Linked DNA regions of Sus scrofa: region 2 is linked to region 1. A link is a contact called in public HiChIP or PLAC-seq data. All regions are on one chromosome and are shown on one strand. The core of a region is the stretch at or near the end of the contact, and the rest is flanking DNA. Distances in the headings are between cores, read along the strand shown.

Region 1 (4,685 bases), core at 1,372-3,871:
TTTTTATCTGGCCCATTGCCCGCAGGAGCGTCCAGTAACCTCTGCTGTATTCATGGATGATTGATAATAAGAGCAAACATTTATTCTGCGCTTACTACGCATCAGGGGCTGGGCTGCGCACGCTTCAAAGACGATCCCATTCAGTTTCTTTTGTGACAGCCTCTTGGGAAGGGAACACGAGCCCCACTTTACAGATGAGAAACTGAGGCTCAGACTGAGTCATCTGACTGAAGTCACACCTGAGTCAAGGCAGAGAATTTGGGCTCAGAGCTGTTGGACATCAAGGCTGAGGTGGGTAAAGGATTCTCAGAGCCCAGGAGGCTTCATGCACCACTACCTCGTGGGGAGGCATTTTTTGTGAGTTTAATTCCATTGCAACTGGCCCCAAAGGCCACTCTGTTTTGTCTTGTTTTCTTTTGCCTACGAGGACCCCTCAAAAGGCGCAGACCATCAAAAGAAATTTGGAATTGCTTTTATTGCAAGCTTTTTTATTTTCTTTTTATGGTTGAACCTGCAGGCTAGGGTTTGAATTGGACCTGAAGATGCCAGCCTACGCCACAGCCCTGGCAAGGCAGAATCTGAGCCTCATTTGCAGCCTACACCACAGCTCACAGCAATGCCAGATGCTTAACCCACTGAGCAAGGCCAGGGATTGAACCCTCATCTTCATGGATACTAGTCAGGTTTGTTACTGCTGAGCCGTGACAGGAACTCCATGGGTATATGTTTTCAATTCTCTTGGGTGTGTATTTAGGGATGAAATTGATGGGTCATAGGATAACTCTATCGTTAGCTTAATTGTTGGAACTGCTGGATTGTTTGACATTCCCACCAGCAGTGTATGAAGGTTCTGATTTCACCACATACTCAATAACACTTGTTATTTTCTCTCTATTTATTTATTTGCTTATTTATTTATTGTCCTTTTAGGGCCCCACCCGTGGTGTATGGAGGTTCCCAGGCTAGAAGTCGAATTGGAGCTGTAGCTGCCAGCCTACACCACAGCCACAGCAACACCAGATCCGAGCTGCATCTTCAACCTACACCACAGCTCATGGCAACGCTGGATCCTTAACCCACTGAGCAAGGCCAGGGATCGAACCCGCAACCTCATGGCTCCTAGTTGGACTCGTTAACCACTCAGCCATGATGGGAACGCCTACATGTTCTTGATACAAGTCCCTTAAGTATATTATTCGCAAATAGTTTCTTCCATTCTCCAGTTTGTCTTTTCACTTTCTTGATGGTGTCCTTAGATGGGCAAGTTTTTTTTTTTTTTTTTTTTTTTTTGTCTTTTTGCCTTTTCTAGGACCGCTCCCGTGGCATATGGAGGTTCCCAGGCCAGGGGTCGAATTGGAGCTGTAGCAGCCGGCCTACGCCAGAGCCACAGCAACGCAGGATCTGAGCCGTGTCTGCGACCTACACCACAGCTCACGGCAACGCCCGATCCTTAACCTACTGATTGAGGCCAGGGATCGAACCTGCAACCTCGTGGTTCCTAATCAGATTTGTTAAGCACTGCGCCATGACGGGAACTCCAAAGTATTTTATCTTGATGAAGTACAGTTCACATTTTTCTTCTGTTGCTTGTGGTTTCGGTGTCACATCTGAAAAACCATTGGCTAAGCCAAGGTCACAAATGTTTGAAAACATGTCCATGGAGTTCCCGTCATGGCTCAGGGGTAAGAAACCTGACTAGTATCCATGAGGACACAGGTTCGATCCCTGGCTTCTCTCAGTGGGTTAAGAAACTGGCATTGCTGTGAGCTGTGGTGTAAGGTGAACCTATGTTTACTTCTAGGAGTTTTCAGAGCTGACTTGTGAATGATCTTTGGGCAAACCCCTGAGCTACAGCCCTGGCCACAACCCTTCCAAAGCCCCCACTCTAATTCCAAAGAGTTTGTTTACATGTTAGCCTTTCCCCTCCAAGTTTTCATATGGGATGGCCAGCCATGAACAGGCATCTGGGCAGGAACCGAGGACAGTTTGAAGGTTTAGGATGCAGGCTGGTGAGAGAGGAGGCGGCCAGTGTCAGACTCTGGGTATCAGACACTGGGACCAAGATTCCAGGCTGAGGAAGCACTTGCTGGTGCCAACAGCCCAACTTGCCTTGGCAGCTGGGTGGGTCCTTCCAGGAGGGGCTGGGCCCACCCTGTCCATCATCCCGCTCCTTGCTCCTACACTGCTAAGGAGCTGGACAGGGGGTCAAACTTGGCTTTCTTTATCTCTCTTTACTCTGAATGCCAGGCCATCCACCCTCTTAGAGATCCATGATCGGGGGCTGGTGACCTCTCACAGCTGCAGGACTTTAGGACTTTTGGGAGAGAGCTTTGAGAACCCTTGGGGAACCCCAGATGTGCTGGTACTGCTCTGGCTGTGGGTAGCCGGCTGGGTGCAGGGGTGGGGTGTGGCACACCAGCACCAGGGAAGGGCAGCTTAGATCGCCCAGTCCGGCAAATACCACTCAAGGCCACGCACGCCCGACCAGACGCCCAGCGGCCCCTCCCAAAGCCCACCTCCAGTCGGCCCCGCTCGCCCAGCCGGTGGACTTGGCCGGAGCTGCGGGCGGGGCGGGGCCAGCGGGGCCCGGGGCGGGGCCCGGGGGCGGGGCGGCGCCAGCAGCTCTGTGGGCCGACGCCGCGCGGCCCCGCCCCGAGCATCCCGCGCCGACCCGACTGCGCCGGACAGAGCTGCAGGGCGAGAGTCATGGCCGCTTCGGAACAGCCCCGGGCCGAGGAGCTGCTGGCCAGGGCCCGGAGAGCCTTCCTGGAGGAGTTCGGGGCCGAGCCCGAGCTGGCCGTGTCGGCGCCGGGCCGCGTCAACCTCATTGGGGAGCACACGGACTACAACCAGGGCCTGGTGCTGCCCATGGTGAGGGGCTGGGCGGGAGGCGCCATCTCCCCGCGTGCACTGGTGGGCGCGCTGCACCCAACTTTTACCCCCACCGAGCTGGGGGACGAGCAAGTGGGAGAGACCCTAAGACGCGGCATTTCCCACATTGGAAGGGAGGGAGTTGGGAATCCCCGAGGAAGTAGGCTCCCTGGGAGCCACCGCGGCTTGTGGGGGAATGCGGAAGGGGGCCCTAGCGTAGACCGGGGCGAAGTAGTCCTGAGCCTCCTGGTTCCGCCGGTTCAATTTGCAGAGGAGGGAATTGAGCCTCAGAGAGGGCTAACGAGCTGCTCAAGGTCACACAGCTGGATCTTGGTGGACCTGCCTCCGCCGGGGGCTCTTTCCACCAGGCTCTGCAGCTGTGCAAGCTTGGCTAGTGAGCAAGCCCGGTGCCTTGAGGTTGCCTTCTAATGGAAACGCATCAGAGGAGCTCCTGATTCGGTTTCCCTGTTGTGCCCTCTCCCCCTCGTGCCCCGCAGCTGAGAGCCCATGCTCAGGGCAGAGTCCAGGTCTGCACTCCTGCTGTCCCGGCCCTGAAGACCCATGGGGGGCAGGACCCAAGTCCCCAAGGCCAGATCTGTATGCAGGCTCTTCCCAGAGACACTTTGGGTCACCTCCTTGTCTGTCCCAGGCCCCGCATCCCTCAGAACTGTGGTGCTGGGAGTTTGGCACACTTTTGGTTTCTCCTGCCAGGCTCTGGAGCTTGTGACTGTGCTCGTGGGCAGCCCCCGGACGGATGGGCTTGTCTCCCTCCTTACCACCTCTGAGGATGCCGATGAGCCCCGGCGGCTGCAGTTTCCCCTGCCCACAGACAAGCGGCCGCTGGAGCCTGGGACCCCGCACTGGGCCAACTATGTGAAGGGAGTGATCCAGCACTATCCAGGTAGGGACCTGGTACCAGGAGTGCCACCTCTCAGCCGCAAAGCTCCTTAGCCCACCTAATCCACTGTGGGGTAGGCATCCAGGGCGGGGGTATTCCCATTGTACAGGTGGGGAAACTGATGCCCCAGGTGAGAGCTTCCAGAACTTGCTCTGGGTTGCCCATTCCATGACTGGAGGAGCCGAATTGAAAACCCCAGCCTAGGAGTTCCCATCGTGGCACAGCGGAAACGAATCTGACGGGAACCATGAGGTTGTGGGTTCCATCCCTGGCCTCGCTCAGTGGGTTAAGGATCCGGCACTGCTGTGGCTGTGGCGTAGGCCGGCAGCTGTAGCTCTGATTCGACCCCTGGCCTGGAAACCTCCACATGCCTTGGGTGCAGCCATAAAAAGCAAAAAAAGAAAAAAGAAACCCCAGCCTCTTGGTGTCCAGAACCCTAAACCAGGAGAACCTCAGGGTAGGAGGATGGAGGGCAGCGGACCCCTTGGCCCAGCAGTTTGATGGCCTCTGACAATTGAGGCATATCCCCTGGAAGCAGCTGCCAGGCAGATGCCACCCTTTGTGCCAGAACACATGCCCTTCCTGTGCCCATCTTGCCCGATGGCCCATCTTACCATCCTCCATTCTTTCCCCTGCAGCTGCCCCCCTCCCTGGCTTCAGTGCAGTGGTGGTCAGCTCAGTGCCACTAGGGGGTGGGCTGTCCAGCTCAGCATCCCTGGAAGTGGCCACGTATACCTTCCTGCAGCAGCTCTGCCCAGGTACCTTCTAGACCCCAGCCCCAACCCAGCCCTCCTTCCCTGAGGCCTTGGGATCCGAACTTCCTGCCCCTCCTGTGGCTTTGAGGGTGGGGGTGGGAAAGCTCCCTGGAGTGTCTTGGGAGCTACCGCTGCTCTCACCCGGCCGCCCCTAGGGCCCC
Region 2 (4,685 bases), core at 1,195-3,694, 520 kb after region 1:
AACTAATCCGACTAGGAAACATGAGCTTGCAGGTTCAATCCCTGGCCTCACTCAGTGGGTTAAGGGTCTGGCGTTGCCGTGAGCTGTGGTGTAGGTCGAAGATTCAGCTTGGATCTGGAGTGGCTGTGGCTGTGGTGTAGGCTGACAGGTACAGCTCTGATTCGACCCCTAGCCTGGGAACCTCCATATGCCACAGATACGGCCCTAAAGAGACAAAAAAAAAAAAAAAAAAAAAATCCAACTTTGCCACAACTGTAGCACAGGCTGCAACTGGGGTTGGGTTTGATCCCTGGTCTAGGAACTTACACATGCAGCCAGTGTGGCAAAAAAGACACAAATGAACTTATCTATGAAACAGCAACGCACTCACAGAGGATAGAGGACAGACTTGTGGTTGCCAAGGGGGTGAGAGGAGGGAAGAACTGGGTGTTTGGGATTAGCAGATACAAACTATTATTTATAGGATGGCTGAACAACAAGGTCCTACTTACCGTATAGCACAGGGAACTATATTCAGTATCTGGTGCTAAACCATAATGGAAAAGATGGAATTCCCTGCGCTGCAGCAGGTTAAAGATCCAGCACTGTCACTGCAGCAGCTCGGGCTGCTACTGTGGTGAGGGTTCTTCTCAGGAACTTCCATGCTCCACAGATGCAGCCACAAGACAAATACTACAAAAGAATATGAAAAAGATATCTATAACTGGGTTAATTGAATTAACCTACATTTGAAATCAACTGTACTTCAATAAAAATGTTTTTAAAAGAAAAGGAACTTTGAACGAGGTCACCTCTAAAAACCCCGCCGTGATTGAAATGACTCAAGCATAATGTCTAACCACCAGCTCATTTGACCTATGGACATTCCTTTGGGAAGAATGAGGGTAATCACAGATTACTGGGCTAAGTTTTTCTTCCTTATTGTGTAAAGCGTTTGCAAAATGGAGAATTAATTGCTGTGCTACAGAACGCTTCCAGTTTCACTAAGACAGGTTAGCCCTACACATAGCCTGAGTTGCGGTTTCAGTTAGGAGTTCAGAGGTGGAGCACCTGCACCCTTCTCTCTAACAATGGAGCTCTGGGAAAGAGATGTCCCCCATTTGTGTTACAACTTGTGAACTTGGCTTTTGTCTTTATTTCATGAAGGTAAATGCCTAGTCCAAACGTGCTCTGAGGGACAGTTCTGCCAGTCATTTTGGTACTATTTCACATTTCAGAAAATTCTATATAAACATGTTTGCTAAGGGTGTTGAACTTTCCCCTTAGAAGGCTTAGGGTTTGGGGTTCCCTTCCTGGCTCAGCGGTTAACGAACTCCACTAAGATCCATGAGGATGCGGGCTCGATCCCTGGCCTCGCTCAGTGGGTTAAGGATCCTGTGTTGCCTTAGGCTGTGGTGTAGGTCACAGATACGGCTCTGGCCTGGTGTTGCTGTGGGTGTGGCACAGGCCAGGGGGTACAGCTCTGATTTGACCCCTAGCCTGGGAACTTCAATATCCTGCAGGTGCAGCCCTGAAAAGCAAAAAAAAAAAAAAAAGCTTAGGGTTTACAAAGTGAAGTTGAATGATCTTAAAATGATGATAGCAGGAGAATCAGCATTTTGTGGACTTTTTACACAATTGTGTGACCTCAGTGGCTTTGTATTTATTGCTAATGCCCATTGTAGAATTTCAAAATTGATCACCAGGTTCCCCTTCCTAAAGCTTCTTCTGTTCCATTTGGAAGTACTGGGGTGCTCAACTGGGAAACTACAGGAAGATGGGTGACTTAACTCAAATCTGAATCTAGTTTGTAGGTAAATACATTTATACGTAGTCAGGAAATTTACACGTGAAATCTACAAAAAGGAGAATCAATAACACATTCGGACGTTCAGCATTTTCTAGAGGAGGATATAACTCCAATTCTAGAAGAGTGTCAGTTCCACAAAAAGGAGGATGGTCTGGGTTACCTGAGTCTCCTCCTCCAGGTGAACCGGATGCTTAAAGCAGATGCTCCCATGTTTCAAGCCAGCTCTGGTTTATGAATTGGTGTCTGAGGAGCTCTGTTCACAAGAACCCGCTGTCTTCAGCAGATTCATTCACTTCGGTCACTGGGAGTCCCCATGATTTGAGCCTTGGGTTGGTGCTGCCTTGACGTGGCGGGAGCTCTGCTCCAGAGTCCCCACAAGCAGGGAGGACAGGGATGGATTCTTAAAAGGGGGCGTCAGCTCACGGGTTTAAGCAGCCTTGGCTCCTTCTCAGAAGCCGTTGATCTGTATTTAGGAGAGACCCTCTGCCGGGCCCCTGGAAGGTCTGCCCCAAGAAACGTCTGAGGTGAGCGAGGACGTCTGCCACCGAGCGCAGGGTGGCTGGGGTGCACGTAGGCGCGGCCTCAGACCAGAAGAGCAGCTCAGGCCACCTCCGCGCCGGCTGCTGGGGCACTGGGGGAGGCCCGGTGCTTCCGGGGGGCGGGGCAACCCGGCGTCCATGCAAATTAGCCCCGCCCCCCGCCCCCTCCCGGAAGCCGCCGTCCCGGCGCGGAGCTCAACTCGGCTCCGGCCCGGGTTTCCGCGCGCGTCCATGCTTCCGGCCGGCCCGTGCCTCGCGGTGATGGCGGCAAGGTACGCGCGGCCCGTGCGGGTGCTGGTGGACATGGACGGCGTGCTGGCGGACTTCGAGGCCGGCCTGCTGCGGGGCTTCCAGCGAAACTTCCCCAGGGAGCCGTACGTGCCGCTGGAGGAGCGCCGCGGCTTCTTCGCCCGGGAGCAGTACCGAGCCCTGCGCCCCGACCTGGCGGTAGGTGGGGGGAGAGGCGAGGATCAGGGGGAACCGGGAGCCCCGACCCCAGTGTCCCAAACGGGAAGCCCCAACCTCCTGGGCACCTGGGAGTGGGGCGCCTTCCCCCTTGGGTCAGGACCGCCTGTGCTCCACGTCCAGAGACAAAGCTTTCACTTCAGAATCCACACTTCGTCCCAGGACAAGACAGTCTGGAGGAGTACTTACCCCTAAACAAAGTCCCCTCCCTGAGGCTCTGATGTGGGGATCGAGGCGCCCCCCTTCCCCCAGGAATCTTGAGAGTCCTCGCTGGGGCTGGCGAGATCGGCTGGGAGCAGAGCCAGGACAGGAACACTGTATCTTTCAGGACAAAGTGGCCAGTGTGTATGAAGCCCCAGGCTTCTTCCTAAACTTGGAGCCCATCCCTGGAGCCTTGGAAGCCATGCGGGAGATGAATGACATGCAGGAGTGAGGAAGGGTCGGGAGGGAGGTGGGGGGGAGCAGGGGCTGGCACCACCCTGTCTGACCCGCGCCCCTTCCCGCAGCACTGAGGTCTTCATCTGCACCAGCCCGCTGCTCAAGTATGACCACTGCGTGCGCGAGAAGGTGCGGCACTGGCGGCACACCCAGGGTCCTAAGGCCCCATCTTTGAAAGAAACCAGCAGAAACACACAAAGTCGGGGGTGGGGGTGGGGGGAGGGGACGATAGCTTCAAGGGCGGCAGACCCTCCCACCTACTTGCTCGCTGGCCTTGAATTCCGGGGTCCGTCCGGCCCTCCTGACAGACTTGTGCCCACCACACAGTACGGCTGGGTGGAGAAGCACCTGGGGCCCCAGTTTGTGGAGCGCATTATCTTGACGAGGGACAAGACCATGGTCTTGGGGGACCTGCTCATTGATGACAAGGACACCATTCAAGGTAGGAGCCATTTTCCTTGGCACCCTCCGGGCACTGGGCCTGCTGGGATACGAGGGAGGGGGTAGAGATCACCACGTCACCCATTGCGTCCCCTGCCTTCCTCTGCGTCCTGTCACAGGCCAAGAGGAGACCCCAAGCTGGGAGCACATCTTGTTCACCTGCTGCCACAACCAGCACCTGGCCCTGCCCCCGACCAGGAGGCGGCTACTCTCCTGGAGTGACAACTGGAAGGAGATTATAGACAGCAAGCGGGAAGTCCTGTGGCGGGGCCCGCCCGGCCTGGGTCTGCTGCATGCATGAGCCAAGGGGCAGTGGCAGTGGACAGGATCTGGAGGAAGGGGAGGCAGGCCAGCAGGGAACCCCGGCACGACTGGGTGCCAGGGCAGCATGGTGGCAGGGACCCCTCAGCACTGCCCTCTGGAACCTCCCGGGGTAGCTGCATGGCCACCTAGTGGGAAATCAGGAACCTTTTAAATAAAGCACTGCTCACTGCTCTCTTAAGGCCTTTTATTTGGGAAGCGAAGGGGCAGGAGCCCTACAGGGGCTGGAACAGGCTGAGGGGGCGGCCTTCGCCTCCCTCCTTGCCTCCTCAGTCCCTTAGTCCCATTCCTCTCGAACCCACCTTTCCTTGGCCATGTACAAGGTCAACCTTGAAGACGTGCTGAAGGGGGGCCAGGACCTTCCACTGGTCCCGAAGCTCACTTTCCATGAGGGCCTGTGCCTCTTCCCTGGGCTGAGCCGTGTGCACTGGCCTCAGCCTCATGCTTTTGTCAGAATCCAGCCCCGTCCCCTGGAGCACGGAGCATCCCTGAAGCCAGGGGCAGGGACTCGCCCTCACTAACCCTGATGGCAGAGGCGGGCGAGGGCTTCCAGGTAGGGGCCTTGGGGTGGGGAAGGGAGAGAACACAGCTCTGGGAGTTTGTGCCTGTATTCTGATGTGTCACTGGCCTCACGGCCTCCGTCTTCATGCCCAATGGCCAGGTTTGCAGTCAGGCGGCTGCAGCACCCAAGA

Evidence for each region. HiChIP or PLAC-seq counts read pairs in DNA pulled down with a chosen protein or histone mark.
Region 2: an H3K27ac HiChIP or PLAC-seq map of alveolar macrophages shows a contact between it and region 1, with 4 times the contacts expected there. The contact joins the promoter of NT5C here to the promoter of GALK1 in region 1. A contact is called at or near these places in 2 of 47 Hi-C or Micro-C datasets (mesenteric adipose tissue and subcutaneous adipose tissue) and 1 of 2 datasets of contacts at active chromatin or transcription factors (alveolar macrophages).

Annotation. Positions count from the first base shown.
Region 1 is chr12:5,639,391-5,644,075 of Sscrofa11.1, forward strand. GALK1 (galactokinase) reads left to right here and starts at 2,622. Exons shown (of 8, transcript XM_003131193.2): 1 at 2,622-2,871; 2 at 3,583-3,772; 3 at 4,408-4,527. The coding sequence starts at 2,707.
Region 2 is chr12:6,159,976-6,164,660 of Sscrofa11.1, forward strand. It overlaps NT5C (5'(3')-deoxyribonucleotidase, cytosolic type), which reads left to right and starts at 2,445. Exons shown (of 4, transcript XM_021066663.1): 1 at 2,445-2,775; 2 at 3,122-3,222; 3 at 3,300-3,673; 4 at 3,792-4,168. The coding sequence starts at 2,467. The coding sequence ends at 3,973. It overlaps ARMC7 (armadillo repeat containing 7), which reads right to left. Exons shown (of 3, transcript NM_001243806.1): 3 at 4,166-4,685.